2 separate regions of the Mus musculus genome follow, and region 2 is linked to region 1. The links are chromatin contacts, called in public promoter capture Hi-C maps. All regions are on one chromosome and are shown on one strand. Each heading gives the region's core, a stretch centred on a gene start, on an enhancer-like site or on the middle of the called end of the contact. The rest is flanking DNA. Distances are from core to core; before and after follow the strand shown.

Region 1 (7,638 bases), core at 1,695-4,194:
AAAGTGGACCAGCGAGAGGGAGGGACTAGTCAGAATGGGAGTACAGTAAGTCTGAAACACGCAATCATAACCAATCAACAATGTAGGCGAAAGCCACTGCGCTCCCTCAGGGCTCTTCTGAGGCAGATGGGGCCGAACCAGCACTGTGATTCTTTTCCTGAACATTGGAGACAGTATTCTGAGGCACACAGTGGAACGTTTGTATGTGCCACCATTTCTAAGACCTTCAATCCCCAGACTTCCATTCTTTTCCTGTAGGACTCTGGAATCCTGGGTTTTACTGCAGCTAAGTTGGGTACCACAGCCTTGTATTTATGGGTATCATCATCAAGGAACAGAGTGAGCAAACATCTTAGTTTACGATAAGATTCTATTTAGTAGGCACTCCATAGAACATCAGATAAGGGCCACGCTTGCGTGGATCAATACTGTTTGTTTTACAGGACATCAGGTGTGTGCCAGCTTAAACAATAGAGCAACGGAAGCAAGGGCAGAGAGAGCCAGGGACCTGAATGACACCTCAGTAGAAGCATGAGTGCCATTATCGACCACGCACAGAGGAAGAGGAGGCCCAGCAATGGCCTGCTGGGGAACCCATGTTGCCTATGTGGCTGAGCAGGTAACTGACAGGGAGGGGCCAGAAGACAAGGGAGTCAGAAATAACATTCTCTCACCGTATCCCTCATCAGGACTTTAGATTTTATTCTGAGTGGGGTGGAGTCAGTCAAGGATTTCTTGGGGTTTTTGTTTGTTTGTTTGTTTGTTTTGAGACAGGTTCTCCCTATGTAAACTAGGCTGCTCTCAACCTTATAACCCTCCTTCCTCTGCTTCCAAGTGCTGGAACTACAGCTGTGTGTCACCACATCTGCTTAAGTAGAGGATTTAAAAAAAAAGATTTATTTATTTCAGACACACCAGAAGAAGGCATCAGATCCCATTACAGATGGCTGTGAGCCACCATGTGGTTGCTGGGATTTGAACTCAGGACCTCTGGAAGAGCAGTCAGCGTTCTTAACCACTGAGCCATCTCTCCAGTCCCCAAGCAGAGGATCTTAAGAAGAGGTCTGACATGATTGTGGCAAAAAGACCTCTGTAATTCAAACCCATCAATCTTGGCCAAGTTGGATAAAATAGCCACCACTCATATGTGACCCAAAATAGCATATTATTCACTTGTTATACACTGTGCCAACAGTACTGGCTATTGAACACACACACACACACACACACACACACACACGCAAAATATATTTACACAGATTTAAGTTTGTACATATTACAAGTTTTACAGAATATACCTAATTTTATATAGATAACTTATCATTCATCAAGGGCCTAGATGAAGGGCTCATTTAGTCCAACCTCTTGAATGGCAGACCTGAAAATACAGCTCAGCAGGGAAAACCACTCCTAAATGAGGCGCCCATGTAATTCCCATACGTGAAGAGATGAAAACTTCTTAATTAGTTCATCTTCTAAGTTCAGATTATACAATTTACCTATAAAAGCACATGGCAGCTAACATCCATTTGTAACTCTGGTTACTGGGTTTCTAACAGCCTGCACTGCATACCAATGGTGTCCATAATACATTCAGGTAAACACCCACATACATAAAACAGAGAATGAAAAGAAATGCCTGTCTCTCTCTCTCTCTCTCTCTCTCTCTCTCTCTCTCTCTCTCTCTCACACACACACACACACACACACACACACATTACCATAATTGTTTTTCATATAATATAGAAGTTAAAGTGCTAGTTTTAATGAGCCTTTAACTAGGCTATCTAAATTCAACTGCTAACACGGAGCATAAAGGTAAGAGCATGGCTTGTCACAGCGGCATGCTTTCCCGTGTATGAGCTCCATTTATGTAAGTGCTCGTGTTCTGGTTTCTGCCCCTCAGGGATGAGGGATGCTTGGGAACTGATGCTGACTGAGCCCACACACAGGCCTCCCGCCTGGTACAGAAGGGAACAACGTGTGGCATCCTGATACATGGCTTCCAAGCAGGCGAGCAGACGCACTTACCGAGCCCGTGCCTGTGTGTGGACATAGGTGGCATCACACTCCAGGTTTTTGTTTTGGGGTTGTAGCACTCTACGGTGTTCAGAGTCTTCAGTCCGTCTCGCCCTCCGACCACGTACAGTTTGTCATCTAAGACTGCGACGCCGAATTGGAGCCTCCTCCCATTCATGTTTGCCACAGGAGTCCACATATTTGTACGGAGGTCATACTTCTCAATGCTTGTTGCTCCTGAACAATAACACAGAAGTTAGGAGACTACAAGATCCACCCCGGCTATGTTACAGACACAGAAGTAGAATTTATCTTGTGTGTGTGTGTGTTGTGTGTGTGCGCGCGCGCGTGCATATGGTGGGCAGAGGTTGGTGTCTGGTGTATTCCTTTGTCGCTCTCCACTTTGTTTTTCCAGAGGGGTCTCCCTGAACCAGAACTCACTGTTCTGGCTAGGCTGGCTGGCGAGGGGCTCCAGCAATCCACCTGTCTGCCTCCCCAGCCCTGGGATCACACAAGTGTGCCAGCTGTGTATATGGTTTCTGGGGATTTGAACTCAGGTCCTCTTGCTTGCATGGAGAAGCACTTTAACAGTGGAGTCATCTCCCTAGCCCCAAAGTATAAAGGTTTCTTCGAGCATCGACAGCAATACTTTTATGCTATCTTATGAAGCCCCTGCAGTACGGCCCTCGCCTGTGCCATGACCTTTTCTCCCATCATTCTCCCTGGCATACTCCAGGCCCAGCATTAAAACATCCAGCAGGGGACGTTCTTTGTTCAAAGAGGCCAGGAAGACGCTCAGCAATTGGCGGAAGTGCAGGGAGGGAGCCACAGGGGATCATTCTGAGAAGGCTGGCCACAGTGCAGACAGGGTTCTTGGACAAGCTGAGGGAGGCTGTCTCCCTTTTGGGATCGGATTGTTGGGTTGTTTATAGAAGTCAATGGAAAGGTCTAGGGGAAGGAAACCGCTGACCCAGGAGATAAGGGAGACAATTATTATGTGAGGTTCTGGAAGAAAGAACAGTAACAACAAAACGGGCGGAGTGGGGCTGACACCACGCAAGGGAGGGGGCACGGCAAGGAGGAAGGACAAAGGTCGCCTGGGAACCATTCTGCCGGAAGTGAAGGGAGTTACTACCCATGGGGTTTACCATGGAAAATTCCAGAGCTCTTTTGCTCTCTTTCAAGATGTGGAACAGCAACAGCAGAGATTTAGGAAAAAGTGAAAGAAAGTATCTCACTTAAAAAAAAATCTAACTCGCACTTCCGTAGAGATCGAGTCTTTTTCTAAGCTGATAATTTACCAGCCTGTTCTAGCATTATAAAGGACTGCAGTCGCAGTGGACACTTACTCCTCAGGCTTGTAAAATCAGCATCAGAGCTACTACTGTTGAACCTAAAACCAGACCGTCCGGCTGGCTCCACACCCGGCGCTGTGTTTACTTACCCTACACAGGCTAAGGCTTTTGAGACTGACACCAACTCCCGTTCCATCTTGTATTCTCCCAGAACTACACAGAATCAATCCCTTCTAAACACTAGCTGGTTTAAAAATACTTTTTACTTTGCATAGCCTTTCTTTGTAATATATGGCAATAATGATATTTTATTCATTCAGATTATATACATGTGTGTAAAGTATCAAGATTGTATGGATTTGTTTGATTCTTCACTCCAACCATGACTTTAAAGTGTCCATAAAATAAAATAAAAAATCGCCTTCCATCAAACAAAAATCTTTTTCCATTGATGAATTTTCAAGCTTTTTTTGTTTTTTTTTTTTGTTTTTTGTAGACTTCTGTTATAAACTGGAAAGCCAAAATTTAAGAATCTAAACTAGTAATACAAATATGCATCTATAAGTTTGTGGGTGTGTGTGGAGAGACAGCACAGTGGTTAAGAGCGCCTAGCTTCAATTCCTAGCACCCACAGAATGACTGGGAGCATAGGGAGGGTGCAGGATCTACTGCCCTCTTCTGGCTCCCACAGGCACTGCATGCCTATGGTGCACATTAGACGGGGCTGGAACAGGGCTGAGAGCAGAACCAGGATGAGCTGAGACTGTGTGACTTCTGTCAGGGTTGCAGGCACCACTGCAGGAGGATGGGCAGAGGTCAGGTGTACAGAAAGGCCCCATAACAACTGACAGCCAATAGCACCATGCATGGTCTTCAACCTCTAGGAACAACTGTTCACAGAATCCAAGTTTGTAACTCAAATATTTGTGTTTAGCTTTCATTTCTATATATGTATGTATGTATTCATGAATCTTTTCTTAATTGTTTAAGAGTAAAAATCACAGAAATGATGACCCCGTGGCCCTAAATATTTCAGCAGATCTTCCTCAGAGAAAACGATTCTTTTTAAAAGTCATCTATGTGGAGTGAAGTGTTCTTACTGAGCTAGATCCCTAGCCTAAAGTAGCTAGTTACCTCTTCCTAATCTCATCTGTCTCTATCAGTTGGCACCATGAAAGAAACAGCTTTCCTTTCCATCTGTGTCTCTGTGAACTCACGGAGACTCTGATTTGACGTTAGCTTCTTTTACAGTAATTACTTACTATGATGCTCAAGTTACTTAAACTCAATGGAAACTCCCAACAAGATGTCTTCTCTACCTTTTGATCTGCCTCTTACCATGCCTTGAATATTTTCTGCCACTAAGGTGCTTTCTGGTCTCATCTTTTCCTGTCCTTGTCCCTCAACCAGTCACTTCTCCACCGGGCCTCTTGGTAGTGTTACTGGTTACCCTCTGTTCCTTTAGATCAACGATCTCCCAATACCCTTTGTTGAATCCATCCCTCCAACTGCAAATAACGTTCCAACAGTTGACTTGCGAGGCTTTGTCCGAGGACTCTGCAACATGGGTCGTCTCTCAGGTAATAAATGGTACTTCATTGCTTCCATGATGAGTTTCTGACATTCAATGTCATCCCGGAAAAGTGCATTGTTTTCCATGTCTGCCAGGAACTAGAAGAGAGCAGGGTATACAGACAATGAAGACATGTAAATATACTTTTTAGTTCACTACTGCATTTTGCTGGTCTGTTTATTTCTAGGATTTTACTTCATTTTTGAGACAGGGTCTTACTATGTGGCCCTGGTTGGTCCAGAATCCATGATGTACAGCAGGCTAGCCATGGCCCCCTGATTCTCCTGCTTCAGTATCTCACACAGTGAAATTGCAGGCAGCAATCACCACCATGGGCTCATGAGTGCCCCTGCCTCATGAGTGCAGGGATGAAAGACATTTATCACCCTCCCCTGCCCGGTTTCTGTTGTTTCTGATGTAGGAACTCATATTGGCTTTGAACTCTTATGTGTCCCAGGCTGACTCTGAACTTGGGCTCACAGGTGCTGAGGCTATAGGCAAGAGCTGCCCCAGATTATTGGTGTCTTTACTGCATGCTCTGAAATCTGATATTTTGGTCTCCCTCTCATCAAGTTTCACAGTTTTCTTGGCTATTTGAGGTCTAGTTTTCCATGTTGGTTTAAGACAGAGTCATCTAGTTATCTTTATTTTCTTGGCTTTCTGGTGTGAATGGTGCTAAGTTCTTTTATTAGTTATGGAGAATACACATTTTGTGATATTAGGTCTTTCTGTTCAAGGAGCCTTCTCACTTGTATCACTTTCTTTACTGTCTTTCCCTTCATTTTGTTAAATCTATTCTTATATATGTAATTATTTTTATTGCCATTTTATTTTTTCTGTTTTTTAAAAAAAACTTTCTCTCTCCTTCTTCCTTCTCTTCTCTTCTCTTCCTTCCTTCCTTTCTTTCTTTCTTTCTTTCTTTCTTTCTTTCTTTCTTTCTTTCTTTCTTTCTTATGTTTTGCTGGAGAAGAAAAACAAATCTCATGATGACTGGAGCTTGTATTAACCTGGCACTTTACCACACTCCTTAGCTCTAGCTGTTATGCATTCGCCCATCATCAAGTAGGGAGACTTTGACATCTCTTCTGAGTGGACATCAACTCTTTCAGTTTATGGCATTATATTGCCCAAACCTTCAATGTAGTGGTAAATAGCTGGATAAAGTAGAGCCCCTTTGCTTCTGGCTGGAGTTAGGTGGTATTGGTGCTTGTATTGCAGACAGTAGTTGCTACAGTGTGCACTGTGTGATCCATCTTTATTTAAGCTGCCTCCTTCTCTCCCTGCTTTAGTGTTCAAATTAAGAACTGCTACCAATTTTTCCTCAAATATTTTTCACATATCTATTGATAAGAGCATATAATTTTTTTCCTTTGTAGCTAGTGATGCAATGACTCCCTTGATGAGTACCTGGTAATTGTTCTTTTGTTGTTGTTCTTGGGAAAAATTTCCCTGTCCATGGTGTAGATCCTTTAAAGCACAGCACACGCCCATTACCGTATAAGCAGAGGATACACATCAGGCTTGATCCAGTTAGATGATGTTTAGTAAGTGCCTCAAATGGAAAGGTTTGGAGTCTTTCACCTGAGGCAGATCTCAGAGCCCCGATTCTGTTAACTGCCACACCCATGCCACTTCCTGTCCCGAACATTAATTTACTCATACAGATTCGTCTTGTCTGTGTATTTCATGTAAACAAAACCAACATGCCCTCCATGTCTTGCTTATTTTATTCAGCATATTCTCTAGGTTTGTCCATGGTGCAGCATGTTTCAGTCTTGCTTCTTTGCTGTTGAATTATTATTCAATTCTTGTGGTTGGCTCTGTTTTACTCTCCATCCAGCAACTGATGGATACTTCGTTTGCTTCCTGTGTGGAACAACTATAGGTGCTAAGAAAGTTGTGTGCACATCACACAACTGTGTGGACATATTTTGATTTCTCTTGGGTAGATAACTAGGTAAAATTACCCTTAACTTATAGGAAACCTCCGAACTGCATTTCCAAACATCTCTACCACACTTTCATTGCACTAGCACCCTGGGAGGTTTCTGTTCCCACACACCCTCACCAACCAAGCCCATTGTAGCCAGCTGGGTAAGTAGAAAGTGGGTTTTACTCTGCATTTCTTTAATAGCTAATAATTCTGGGAATATGTCCAGGCATTGATAACTGAAGAGAGCCAAAGTTTCCGATAAAGGTTACCATTTAAAAACAAAAACAAAAAGCTGTGGCATTTGGTAAGCATGCATCATAAGCCAAAGGCAAAGTCCTCCCAGTAAGACACAGTCTCGTGACTTGGGCCTCTTCTTTCCCCATGCTCACAAACAAACTTACCACAGAAGTCATTAGTGGGTATGCATTGAGCTGGCTTATTTAGATTAATGTTACTGTTTGTATTACTTTTGATACAATTACCCCAGTGCTTTCTAAATAAAAATAAATGTGAGATAAAATATAGGAAGTAATGTCTCAGGAGATCATATAGTAACTTCAATATGAAGTAAAACATATTTCTTAACAGGCTGGTAAGTTCTGTAGTTTATTAAAAATGAGATTAGTTATATTTAAGTAAAGAAGTGAGACTAGAAAAATTATAAAGCAATTAATTCAAGAACAACATTAATCAAGTATTAGTGTAGCAGGTTTGTTATTGTTCAGGAAATTATTATGATAGGCTAAACTATAAAATATTGATTCTAATATATCTTGCATTTATATGAATTCCAAATGTCTGCCATAAACAGTGGCAAA
Region 2 (7,638 bases), core at 2,390-4,889, 470 kb before region 1:
ACTCAAAAAGCCATCGGAATTTTATGTGTAAAAGGTTATAGGAAATGTTCATTTCTCTTTGTTTATTTATAGTAAATCTGATATGTCTCGCTTGCGATTAGCTGCTGGTAGTGCCATAATGAAGCTTGCTCAGGAACCTTGCTACCATGAAATTATTACCCCAGAACAGTTTCAGCTCTGTGCACTGGTTATTAATGTAAGTGGAAAACTTATTTCAAATCCTAGTCTTCAGTTTGATTGTATTTACTTTTCTTTGAATATAGATGCATTTGATATGTGAATATACACACAGAAGAGATTGTTGTTTCCATCCCTCCAATATAACATAACCGTCATTTTAATTTTTTTACCAAAGAAGGTGCATGTGTGTGTGCATTTGTATGTGTACACGGTTTTACCCATCTGTATCTTTGTTTTTGTGCTTATGCAGGATGAGTGCTACCAAGTAAGGCAGATATTTGCCCAGAAGCTTCATAAGGCACTTGTGAAGTTGCTTCTCCCACTGGAGTATATGGCCATCTTTGCTTTGTGTGCCAAAGACCCTGTGAAAGAAAGGAGAGCACACGCTCGGCAGTGTTTGTTAAAGAACATCAGCATCCGCAGGGAGTACATCAAACAGAACCCCATGGCCACTGGTATGTCCTTGATAATCACAGTGTGTCTCACAGAGGGCCGCTTGCATTTCCACTGGAGTTTATACTGAAATGTTTAACTTTATATATACAGTGTTATCAGAGTTGTAGCATATGTAGAAAGTGAAATCTTGTATTGGAGTCATATTTACTTAGCTGCAATGTTCTGGTAATTGTATTTCCTTCTGTAGTCATTAGTGTGCTTTAATATCTGTACATTAGTCAGATGTTCGAGTATCTGCATTAACCTAACTTTTCCAGTCACGTGCTGTGTAGTAGCCAACTATTAATAGCTAAGGGAAATAGAAGCAAACGGTTAGAACTCAGACAAGGACAGCATTTATAAAATCTGTTTTTCTTTAGAGAAATTATTGTCACTGCTGCCTGAATATGTGGTTCCATACATGATTCACCTCCTAGCCCATGATCCTGATTTCACACGGTCACAAGATGTTGATCAACTTCGTGATATAAAAGAGTAAGTCATGTGTTTCAGGAATTCTACAAACTGTGTTCACTCAATTTTTTTATATTATTATTATTATTCTCATTTTAATTTTTCTTATGATTCTGAAATTTTTAATTTACTGTTAAGTTTTAAAATTTTTTTCAGAACTATTCTTAGCCCTCTGTTTACTGCTTACACTTATCTAATATTGAAATAGATTAATAAGATATTTTGTGGGGTTTTTTTTTTTTGCCTTTGAGTTTGGTAATTTATAAAACTGATGAAAATTTCTCCTCATGGATTAAGAATTTAATTTATGGGCTGGTGAGATGGCTCAGTGGGTAAGAGCACCCAACTGCTCTTCCAAAGGTCTGGAGTTCAAATCCCAGCAACCACATGGTGGCTCACAACCATCTGTAATGAGATCTGACTCCCAGCTACAGTGTACTTACATATAATAAATAAATAAATCTTTTAAAAAAAAAAAAAAAAAAAGAATTTAATTTATTCATTTGTATAACTTTTTTTTTAATAGAACCACATCTTTCCTTAACAATAATCTTTAGTACTGTGGATATGGCTCAGTTGGTACTTTACATAGTATGCATGGGGCTCTGAGTTAGAGCCCCAGCCCCACCCAAACCAAGGATTCCAGTATGTACCTACAACCATTTCCCTTAAACATTGAGCCACTTCTGTGTAGGACCATTGCTATATTTTGTTTTGCATTTGTAAATTAGTATCATTTGTTTGTATTACATTTTTCTACGTCAGTAAGCAAATCTTACTCCTAAATTGAACTGGACATTCATCTGTCTCTTACCACTTTGGTCACTTAAATGCTGTCAAAATTTTAACAGAAAAGATGTTCTATATTACCCTTAAGCATTGGCCTGTTCATCATCTGTTCAGTGTTGTCACCATAGTGATAGTTCCTCCATTTGTAAAAAGTATGAAATTAAACCTACATTTAAAAAAAAAGTTTTGGCTCCTTGTAGCTGGTATTGGAGGCCGATAATCCCAGTGGCTTGTGAGTTGAAACAAAGCATGGTGGGACCATTAGTTTCTCAAAATCATATATTTTAGGGAACTCAGTGAAAAGATTTGTTAAGAAAAATGTGCTTTGAGGAATACAATAAATACAATAATAATGCTGAGGCATTGGGGTTAAGAGTTCAAACAAAGCCGCCAGGCAGTGGTGGCACACGCCTTTAATCCCAACACTTGAGAGACAGAGGCAGGCAGATTTCTGCCTTTGAGTTCAACCTGGTCTGCAGAGTGAGTTCCAGGATAGCAAGGACTACACAGAGAAACCCTGTCTCAATAAACAAAAAACAAAAAAATAGAATTCTAAGCCATTCTGAACAAGATACTATCTCAGAAAACTAAAAACAAGCAAAACATACATGTGCAAATGACATTTAAGTTTTCAACATATTCTAACTTTACACAAAAAAATTAACCTGTCCATATGTTTTATATATTTTATATACATATATGCAAAGTATATATACTTTTTTATACTAGACCTTATTAGCATTTTCAATTTGAAGTATAAATCTATACTAGATTGTTACAGAGGTTTCCTTCATGTCTGTCTGTCTGTCTGTCTCTGTCTCTGTCTCTCTCTCTCTCTCTATTTTACTGAGACATTGTTTCTCTGGACCAGGCTAGCCTTGAACTCAAACATCTGCCTGCCTTTACCTCCCAAGTGCTAGGACTAAAGGTGTGCACCACCAATACCTGGCTATATTTTAATTTTTTTAAAGATTTATTTATTTGTTTGATGTATTTGAGTGCACCATTGCTCTCTTCAGACACACCAGAAGAGGACATCAGATCTCATTACGGATGGTTGTGAACCACCCATGTGGTTATTGGGAATTAAATTCAGGACCTCCAGAAGAGCAGTCAGTGCTCTTAACCACTGAGCCATCTCTCCATCCCATATTTAAAATCTTACCTCCCCCCCCCTTTTTTTTTAAAGAAAAAGAAAAGAAAATAGAAAGAAAAAAACCTTGTAAAAGGAATAAGTCTCATACTCTTACGGCAGAGAGAATACTTCCTCATCATCTCCTTTCTAACAATAATTCTTATGCTGTTGGTCTTTGTAAAAGGATCAGGACTCTTAGGAGTTAATAGGATAGAGGATTCTGAACCCCAGAGAATTAATGGAATTAGTAACTGTCTACTTTAGCATACTGGGTGCCTCAGCCTTATGCAGTGCACTCCTCCAGCGTTGTCACCGCAGCTCAGTTCAACTGTACTTGTTCAAATAATGCTGCTTTCACACACAGTTGCATGCATGAGGCTGGCTATGTTTGTCACTTGTGTTTTATAGAAGTGTAAAGTCAGACCAAGTTTTATAGTGACTCCATGGTTTTATTGTAACCTTGAGGTATGGGATCTCTCTAGAAATTCTTGATGGATGAAATCTGGTAGAGGGTGATTTGTGTTTGTTGCCCTTTCTGCTCCACTAGTTTGTTTACAGTCCATTCTCATCTAAATAGAACTCTGCCAACTTCACACTTTGACCTGTGCACTCTTAAACTAGCTTAGTTTTAGCCCAGCCTGGGCTCCTATCAGCTGTGTAGTGAGGATGACCATGACTCTGCACCTTTTAGGTGTGTACCATCATGCCTGGCTTGTGAGAAGAAACTTAAGGCTTTCTGCCTAGGCCCTCACATAATTTTACCAAATTCATTCTACCCTTCCAGAGGTGAAAAGCAGGTGCTCTTATATGTAAATCATTCTGGGAACTGGACAAAAACCAAGCAGCTTTATTTTAAATATTTTTTGACTTTTTCCTCTTGAGCCAGATATAGTATACCTGTAATCCTAACACTCAGTGAAAGATGAGTTCGAACTACACAATGAGCCAGCTTGTGTTACAAGAGACCATATCTTTAAAAAAAATACTTAAAATTGATACCATTAATAAAATTGTATATTACTGTTTTGATATTCCTTTATGCTGACAGCCAAACTTTTCATTGAAGACTTAATCCATTGAGAAAAAAAAATCATCTTCATTTATCCTTTTTAATGTATTTTCTACTTAGGTGCCTGTGGTTTATGCTTGAAGTCTTAATGACAAAGAATGAAAACAACAGCCATGCATTCATGAAAAAGATGGCAGAGAATATCAAGCTAACCAGAGACGCCCAGTCTCCCGATGAATCCAAGACAAATGAAGTAAGGCAATGGATACATAGGGAATACACCAACCCGCGCTTTTCCTCCACAAGTATATCATAGTTTAAATTACAGTGTTTATTAGAATATATTCATGCAACTTAATTTTTTTCAGGGTTTGTTGTTGTTGTTTTGTTTTTGTATGTGTGTGTGTCTATGAGTGGTTTGCATGTGTGAATGTGTGCCAAGTGTGTGCCTGGTGCCCATAGAGGTCAGTAGAGGGGCTGGATACCCTGGAAATGGAATTATGGCTGGTTGTGAGTTACCATGTTGGTGTAGGTAACTAAACTCACAATATCTACTGAAGAAACAAGTGCTGTTAAGCCTTATCTCCATCCCTGATTTTGAATCTCTTTCTAATGCCTATACTGGCAAAATTTCATTTTTTGGAAAACTTTTAACATTCTAGAAAGGCATTAGGAGTTAAGACAGGAAGACAGCCAGGCATGGTGGCGCACGCCTTTAATCCCAGCACTGGGGAGGCAGAGGCAGGCCGATTTCTGAGTTCGAGGCCAGCCTGGTCTACAAAGTGAGCTCCAGGACGGCCAGAGCTATAAAGACTGTCTCGAAAAACCAAAAAAAAAAAAAAAAAAAGACAGGAAGACAAATACTGATAAAACATATGGCACTTTGTGGTAGAAACTTCTTTCTAGGGAGCGAAAATGGATACTTTTAGTTTACTTTGACTGGGAATCTAAGAATGCTGAGCAGAGATGGAATGTTAACAGACAAGCATTCATTTGCATTTTACAACTTCAGATTATGCCTGTGATGGGATTGGAACTTTGATTGCTGTGTAATTTTTTTTCTCACTCTTTAGAAACTTTATACGGTTTGTGACGTGGCTCTGTGTGTTATAAATAGTAAAAGTGCTTTGTGCAATGCAGACTCACCAAAGGACCCAGTCCTCCCAATGAAGTTCTTTACACAGCCTGAAAAGGTAATTTCCCTCACATAATTTCTCTGTCATAGTAAAAGTGATTTAAATTTCAGTTAGTACTGGTGACGAATATTGGATAGTTTTAAGGTCAGAGTAAAAAAAAAAAAAAAAGCCTCTAAACTTATTGAGGAATGGAAGACAGGTTAACTTTCTGTTATTGTTCTGATGTTAATTCTGCATATTAGATTTTAAAATTTATCCTTTTTTTATTAAAAAATAAATACTACTTGTGGTGTTTGTTTGTTTGTAATTGTGTTTGTGTGTTCTGCCAATTACACCCTGGACCTTGTATGTGCTGGGCAAGAAGCTTGAGCCTGAGCTCCTTTGTGCAGTGCTCTCAGGCCAGGCGTGCTGTGCTGTGCTGCACAGTGGGGTGGCAGCACTCAGAGGCCAGAGGATGGGTGGGTGGGCAGATGGAAGGGAAGAAATGATGTTAGGGTATTTGTAGTTCTCACTTGAATCTATTAAATAAATGTTAGTTAATGAACAATTTGAGTCAGCCCTCCTTCCCCCATGTGGGTTTCAGGAATCAGACTCAAGATGAAGACCTCTAACAAACAACCCCACCTACTGAGCCATCTTGTCTGCCCAGTTTTTCTTTCATTATATGCCGCTTTCTTACTTGTTTTCTAACATATTGCTTTTCATCTAGTAAGGTCAAACACTAGGGCACCAGGCTTACATAGGTTATTTTAAAAAGCAAAGTAAGTAAAATTGGACATTCAGAATTTTTAATGTTTATTTTATTTTATTTTATTTTGTAAAATGGGCATGGTGGCAAACACTTTTAGTCCTTGCTTTCACTAAGGAGCTCAGGCTAAATATACATAACAAGATCCTCAAGAACAAAGCACAGAGAGAAAAACAGAATATAGCTCAACTCTTGGTACATTTAAGCCACTTGTTCAGGACTCTAACTCAACAACTATGGGCAGATACATTTTCTTATACCTTGCTAAATAAGGAAGCTGTCATGCAAGTGTACAATGTAGTTTATATAATTTTTTAAATGACATTAGTAAACCAGTCCACTGCACCCTACTGCCCACCTGTTTTTCCCTAGATTAGGTCTTGTTGTATTGCCAAGGGTGATCTTGTCTCCTGATGGCGAGTGATCTTACTGCTTCAGCCTCCCAAGTGGTGGTGTATTGGTATTGGTGCGGATATTCGTGACACTATTGTACTTTATTTGTCATGCCCAGAGTATTTAGTGAGGAGAATGGAGAATCATCGGATGTTTTGTATGGTGGTGCACAGCTTTAATCCCAACACTGGGGTCAGGAAGACTGGCCTAGTCTACCTATCTAGTTCCAAGTCCACCAGGGTTCCTTCTTACTCCTACCCCCTAAAAGCTTAGATTTTTGACATAATTCAGCAAGACATCAGTATTCACAGTTGAATGAACTTGTTTATTAACTAATTGGTATCACTAGTGTCAAGGAATGTTTGTTGTTGTAGTTGTGGTGAGTTTGTCTTTTACATAGATATCCAAGTTATAAAGAATAAGTATCTGCTTTTTGACACACGGTCATTGGAGCTCAGGAGCCTCACAGAGGAGAGCCTCTGCCTCTGCCTCCCAGCACTAGGAATATAAGCACACATCACTACTTATCTCAAAATATTGTTACTTAAAATGGCAGGCACTCAGTTTTCCAATTCCTATAATTGAAATGGATTATGAAATTGTTTAATGAATAAACATTCTGTGCCTAGAACAAGCCTGGCATGGTGTGGCAGAAGGATCTGAAATCCTACAGCTGATTTTCAGGAGACTGCCTGAAAAATATAAATTTAAGGTGTCAGTGAATAAATATTGTTGATTTTATCAGCTGAAAAGTAGATTTTATAATATATTAGAGGGTGGTAATTGTACTTTGGACAATATGAAAAACTAGGAATGAAGTTTATTTAAGTGATTTCTCAGGCACAATAAACGCATGGTGCACTTAACACAGGTGGAGGCAAAATACTCATATACATAAAAATAAAATAGGTGTTGCTGGTTTGGAGGCCCATTCCTTTATTCCCAGCACATTGAAGGCACAACAGTGAGTTTGAGGCCTATCTGATCTACATAGTCAATTCCAGGACAGCCAGGGCTATAGAAAAAAACCATGTCTCAAAACGAATAAACTAATGAATTAAAAATGTGAAAAGTCAAGGATATCATGTCTCCAGAAAGTTCTTGCCAAGGCTGTGCAGTTCTCTGTATAGAAGTTGCACCATGGAGTGGAAAGCACACCTCCTGCCTTTGTCTAGTCTCAGCAGTGTGTGAGCAGAGTGCATGGCCGTGCAGCGCCGAGCTGGAGACACTGAGATGATAACACTGCTCCCTTTGCTTGGCTTTGTTCTTTTTTTTTTTAATAGGACTTCTGTAATGACAAAAGCTATATTTCAGAAGAGACAAGAGTTCTTCTGTTAAC

The links. Capture Hi-C pulls out chosen DNA fragments and counts their contacts.
Region 2: a contact with region 1 is called in a promoter capture Hi-C map of liver. The contact joins two enhancer-like sites. A contact is called at or near these places in 1 of 484 Hi-C or Micro-C datasets (the N1E-115 cell line) and 2 of 9 other capture datasets (adipose tissue and liver).

The regions. Positions count from the first base shown.
Region 1 is chr5:65,153,402-65,161,039 of GRCm38.p6, reverse strand. Klhl5 (kelch-like 5) reads right to left here. Exons shown (of 11, transcript NM_175174.4): 6 at 4,799-4,985; 7 at 2,032-2,256. Among named protein-coding and RNA genes, the nearest start is that of Klhl5, 26 kb to the right of the region's middle. Within about 2 kb of position 2,944, at least 47 of the 459 cell types and tissues checked have an H3K27ac peak or open chromatin away from gene starts, as enhancers often do. A contact at or near this core is called in liver, where this site is marked.
Region 2 is chr5:65,620,557-65,628,194 of GRCm38.p6, reverse strand. It overlaps Pds5a (PDS5 cohesin associated factor A), which reads left to right. Exons shown (of 33, transcript NM_001081321.3): 24 at 73-196; 25 at 431-635; 26 at 996-1,110; 27 at 4,143-4,275; 28 at 5,096-5,215; 29 at 7,583-7,638. Among named protein-coding and RNA genes, the nearest start is that of Pds5a, 74 kb to the left of the region's middle. Within about 2 kb of position 3,639, at least 8 of the 459 cell types and tissues checked have an H3K27ac peak or open chromatin away from gene starts, as enhancers often do. A contact at or near this core is called in liver, where this site is marked.